Linked DNA regions of Sus scrofa: region 2 is linked to region 1. A link is a contact called in public Hi-C data. All regions are on one chromosome and are shown on one strand. The core of a region is the stretch at or near the end of the contact, and the rest is flanking DNA. Distances in the headings are between cores, read along the strand shown. Region 1 holds the start of CHD6 (chromodomain-helicase-DNA-binding protein 6). Region 2 overlaps LOC110257407 (a long non-coding RNA gene).

Evidence for each region. Hi-C and Micro-C count contacts between places; a contact is called where the count stands out from the background.
Region 2: a Hi-C map of liver shows a contact between it and region 1, with 7 times the contacts expected there. The contact joins the enhancer-like site here to the promoter of CHD6 in region 1. A contact is called at or near these places in 4 of 47 Hi-C or Micro-C datasets (fetal skeletal muscle, heart right ventricle, liver and 1 more) and 1 of 2 datasets of contacts at active chromatin or transcription factors (alveolar macrophages).

What each region holds. Positions count from the first base shown.
Region 1 is chr17:44,264,045-44,266,744 of Sscrofa11.1, forward strand. It overlaps CHD6 (chromodomain-helicase-DNA-binding protein 6), which reads right to left and starts at 1,428. Exons shown (of 37, transcript XM_021077872.1): 1 at 1,333-1,428.
Region 2 is chr17:44,330,119-44,332,818 of Sscrofa11.1, forward strand. It overlaps LOC110257407 (a long non-coding RNA gene), which reads left to right. Exons shown (of 4, transcript XR_002339966.1): 1 at 1-1,611; 2 at 2,568-2,700. Among named protein-coding and RNA genes, the nearest start is that of CHD6, 66 kb to the left of the region's middle. Within about 2 kb of position 1,298, at least 57 of the 83 cell types and tissues checked have an H3K27ac peak or open chromatin away from gene starts, as enhancers often do. A contact at or near this core is called in alveolar macrophages, fetal skeletal muscle, liver and 1 more, where this site is marked.

The DNA of each region.
Region 1 (2,700 bases), core at 178-2,677:
ACTGGGATGATATTCCTATATACCATTTAAGAAATAATAATTGAATCTCAGTCAATATTGCAGACACTCTGAAAATTGTTAAAAAAAAAATTCAATGAGTATTTTCTCTATTCGTGGATCTGCTACACCAGAAATAAGCAGTGTTGAGGGGGTGGGGAGTAAGGCGCATATACAGCCCCAAAGATGCCAAGGATTCACTAGAAAACTTGGCCAGATTACTAATAGTCCATAAACCCTAATTTGGAGAACATGGGCCTACAGGTCCAAAATTGAATTACACTGCTTTATTAAATCACACACTACCGAAACCACAGTCACATCACTCATAACTGGAACTAGGAACACTTTATGTACACAAATGTAAGTGTCTGCTTATGCATTTTTAATTGGATCAAATAAAACTGAAGCTGCAAACAAACTCAAATTTCAATTATCTCACTAGTGAGGGGATTTCCTAATAGCGTCCTTTTTAAAACCAAGTAGCTGCTAACCCTCTGCACATCTGACAAGCATGTCCCTGGAAATTTGGGAGCAACAGACTCCGTCACTTCTCAACAGCGAAGGAAATAAATACCATGAAGGGGCCAGGTTCCTTTTTTGTAAGCTCAAACATGCAATCTAATAATGCACAAAACTTGGCTGCGGGGTTGCTGGACACCTCCAGGGTTCCAATTTTCGGGACGAGTGCGCGCTAGCGCGTAAGAAGGGGGCGGAGGGGGTGCGCGCTCCGAGGACGCGCCGGGGCCCCCGGCCCCTCCCGGAGCAGCAGCCTGGCACCAGCCCACCCTCCTCCACCCCTGCAAACAGACGCAGGACGGCAATAGAGCAACTTCTCCGCGGGGGCGACGGCGGCGGGAAGAGCGGCCACCCCCAGCCGCTGCCCGACCTGGCTGAGGTGGGGGGGTCCCCCTCCTCGGGCCGGCCCCAAGGAGTTGGGGGGATGGGGAGCCCTCCGCACGCCCCGCCCCCGCACGCCTGGCCCGGGGCCGGGGGCTGCCCGGACCCCCGCCCCTCCGCGGGGCCCGCGGCGGCGCACTCCCAAGGACGGCAGCCCGGCCAGAGCGCGGCCTGAGCGTGAGCCGGAGCGGAACGCGGCGGAGGCTGGCCGCTTGCCTCAGGCCTCAGGCCGCCGCCTGCCCTCCGCCAGGCCGCCCGCCGCCGGCCCCGCTCGGACCCCGGCCCGGTCGGGCCTCGGCGCCGCCGCAGCCCCTCATCCTGGCTTCATTCATAGGGGCACCCCAGCCCGGCCGGCGGGGCGGGGCCGGGGACCCGCGGACAAGGCCCGCCCGCCGAGGCCAGGGAGGAAAATAAAAAGTTAAGAGAAGAACTTACCTAAAATGGCTCCTGCAGCAGCCAAAATACAAACAGCTATTATTTGGTGAAGTTTAGCTCAGACACCCTGCAAGGACACCCTAACCCGGCTCGAGCCCGCCTTCCCTGCTACGCCATTGGGCTTCGCCGGCCCAAAACACAGAGTCATTGGTCAGCCTGGCTGCTGCTCAGATAAAAGCCCATTTCAAGCTTGCTTGCAGGGGCGAGTGATGGGCTCGCTCCATTGTGCTCGTATTTGCATGGATGTGATCGCGGCGCTGATTGGCCCGCACCGGGGAAGCCCCGCCCCCTGCCTCGCGCCCCCCCGCCTTGGAGACGCCGCTGCGCGCGGCCCCGCCCCCGGGACCCAGTGGCGGGGCCGCGGGGGCGGGGCGGGGCCGGGGTCCTGAGGGCTGAGGGGGCGGGGCGGGGGTCCTGCCCAATGCAGACGGCAGGCAGGGGGCGGAACCCAGAGCGAGCCCAGGGGGGCGGAGGTTCAACCCGCAGGTGGTCTCTCAGGTAGCGGGCTAGCCATGTGGAACACCCAGGCTGGCCTCTCAGAGACAGAGAGCGGATGTGACTGGGGTCCCGCGACAGAGATTCTGCTGGGGCCGAGGTCCCGTAGGTCAGGAGAAGATGCCGAGAATCCAGGCGGAGAGCCAAGGAGTCCCGGCCTCTGTTTCCAGCCGCATCTTTTCCTCTCCTTCTGGCTCCCCAGCACTCCTGGCAAACGGGCTTCTTTCCAAGGACCTTCCCCCAGACCCCCCGCCCCGCACATCCCGGGAGTTTTCACCCCCGGGAGTCTTCTGTAAAATCAGATGTCGAGCTACGAGCTACGCTGTGTTTAGTTCAGGCCTGTCTCCTTCACCATCCTTGTAGCATCCTCAAGGACAGGGCCCAGCATATGGCAGAGATTCAACTAACTGTTTAATATTCTTTAATTCATTCGTTAGTAGCTTATTTCTGAATACCCACTAAATGCCAGGCATTGATCTCAGGAGACACAGTGGTCAATAAGACAAAGGCTTTGCTCTTGTGGAATGGGCATGCTAAGGGGAAATAAAGACAATGAATAAGGGAGTTCCCATCGTGGCTCAGTGGTTAACGAATCCGACTAGGAACCATGAGGTTGTGGGTTTGATCCCTGGCCTTGCTCAGTGGGTTAAGGATTCGGCATTGCAGTGAGCTGTGGTGTAGGTTGCAGATGCAGCTCGGATCCTGCGTTGCTGTGGCTCTGGCGTAGGCCAGCGGCTACAGCTCCGATTTGACCCCTAGCCTGGGAACCTCCATATGCCGCAGGAGCGGCCCAAGAAATGGCAAAAAGTCAGACAGACATACATACATACATACATACATAAAAAAAAAAAAAGACAATGAATAAATACAAGG
Region 2 (2,700 bases), core at 48-2,547, 66 kb after region 1:
CTATCAGAAACACGTACTCTTTCCAACAGCATGCTTTTTAAAAAACTTTAACTTGCTGAGTTCCTTTAAAACTTTTAACTTATAGCAATTTAGCGTCTTTGCCACGCTTTTTTCTATTTCCTATTTCATTCCTTATGTGTTACTTAACATTCATTTGAGTCTTTGAGGTATATGAAATTAGAGGAGGCCGATACCGAAAAAGAGATGGGTTCTTAAAAAAGATGGGTTCCGGGACTTAAGTTTTTGAGGCGGCAAGGTGATGGATGAAGACAAAGTAGCCAAATGAGAACAGAGCGTGAAAAAGGTCCCTAAAGATGAGGCGCACCAACAACTGATGAATGATTTATCCAGCAAAACTTTGAAGCAAGTCGAACTCCTCAATTTGGCTGCTGCAGAGGCCAAGGTAGGAGAAAAGGTTGGCGAGGTCCTGCAAAGCCAAGTTCAAATACATGCAAATATACGGTCGGTGCTGTGATTGGCCAGCAAGGGCTGCTCAGGGAAAGAGAAGACCAGTTGAGGAGTCGAGGCGGCGGCAGCAGCTCAGACCACAGCAGGGCACTCCACCCTCCCGCAGCGCAGGCGAAGCCAAAGCCCGAGCTGAAGCCCCTGGGCAGCGGACTGCGCAGGTCACGTGACAACCCCCGAGTCCGGCCCTAATTGGCTATCAAACCTTGCAGCCTCCCTTCCACTATTTCCCAGAAATATTTTTGGAAACTACTTTTCCCATAGGGTCTTGCGGCCCTGATTACTTCGCCCTGATTTCTTCCCGGTGATTTCTGGAGGCAGTGCTGGGCTTGTCCAGTATTCACGTGGACCTCAGCAGGCGCCAGGAGGACAGATACCTCCAGGATTAAAACATCCCGCTCTGTGGAGGCGGGGAAACCAAGCCGCCGCGGCCCCTCCTTTTGGGCAGAGGTCTCTGGGAAATGCAGTAACTCGAGGGCCTCCGCGTCCGGCCGCGTCTCTCCCAGTCCTGCGGGTTGGAGTGCAACGGGAACTAGTGGGAAGAGGAGGGGCGCGGCAGATCTTCCACACTGGCTCCTCCCCGCCAGCAGGTGGCGCTGCGTCGGAGCATCCACTCATCTACCTCCGAGTTGTCCCAAACGGGAATTTCCCTTCAATCCCGTAGTCCTGGAGTTCTCCAAGCATAGATTTTGATTAAGCAATTTTTAGAGAAATTTGTTGAGAAATGGGGCACCCTATTTTAAAAGAAAGGAACGATAACGGCCCCAAATTACCCCCCGGCTCTTGCTGCTCATCGGATGCATTGTGAGGGTGCAAAGAATCATGGCGCTGCGTATACGGGGGATCCATTTTATGCCAGGACTTGCATCGGGCAGTGACTTCCGCCCCTAGGGAGCGACAGCTGTTCTTCCAGCTCTTTTCAGTGGGTAGCTGGTCTTCGGGGCTGTCACGGCTGTCCCCTAACCCTATTGTTTCTGCCTTGGCGGGACATTTGTTCTGCTTAGCTGCAGGGGTATTGCCCTCATTTTACGGGTTGGAAAACTGAGGGTGGATGAAGACTATATAGCTAGTAGTGTAGTCGGAACTCAGTACAATCGAAACTAAATCTGATTGTTGTCTCAAACGTGATGTCCACGTCGTGTGATGGTAGTCTCCTTTTCTTAGTTTCTCTTCTACTCCCTTAACCACCGTTATTCTGGCTATTTGGACAGTCTCATCTATCCTGCATTTATTGAGAGTGTGCTGAGTGCCAGACATTGTGCTTGGTGCTGGGTGCTGGGTGCTGGGGATGCAGTGTTGAATGGGCCAGACATGACTCCACCCTCGTGGAGTTTACAGTCTAATAGGGGAGGGGTCAGGAGACAGACATTGATTATATAACATAAATAAGAATAAAATTTCAAATTGTAGTGAATAGAAAAAAGAAACTGATTGTTAAAGATAGAATAATGGAGGGAGCCATAAGTGAAATGGAGAGATTAGGGAAAGGAAGAAATGTTTGGTTTAAGACCTGAAAGCTGATAAAAAAGCTCCAGGAGAAGAATAATCCAGGCAGAGGCAACAGCAAGTGCAAAGGCCCTGAAGTGGGAAACAAGTTAGTATTTTATTAGTCAAGGAACTGAGAATTTCCTGTGACTGGAGGATAGTGAGGTAGGGAGAGACTGGAGCAAATTGAGGTTGGCCTTCCTTTCTCCAGTTATCTTTCTTCTAAGCCATCCCATACTGGTTATATAGAAATCTTTTCGTAGCTCAAATATTATTTTACTCCCTTTAGAGGCTTGGCGTCCCCTACAAGTCAGACTCCTTAGGCCTAGTGCTCAAGGACCTTCAGAACTAGACTTTGCTTCCTAGTCTCCCTTTTTGGCAAATGCTGTTTCCTCTGCTTCTCATGCCTTCTTCAGTATGCTTGCTGAACAGACAAAATTCTATTCATCTTCCCTGGCTTGGCCAGAATATCACCTCCTTTGTGCTGTTCCCTCTGTACACTCTCAACTCACTTCTGGTACCCTGGCTTTTTAATTATGGGTTTGCTTACCAAGCTCTACCATGAGACAGGGAATGCCTCCTCTCGGGAACTTGTTTTCTCTCTCTCTGTGATGCAGGACATGAGGCCAGGCAGTATTTTCAGATTAAATATCTATTGAGAGAATGAGTGAAAGAGCTAGCCATCGCTAGCCTCCACCTGGTACCTGATGAGAAGATGACCCGTGGCTCCTATTCATGGCAGAGGAGATT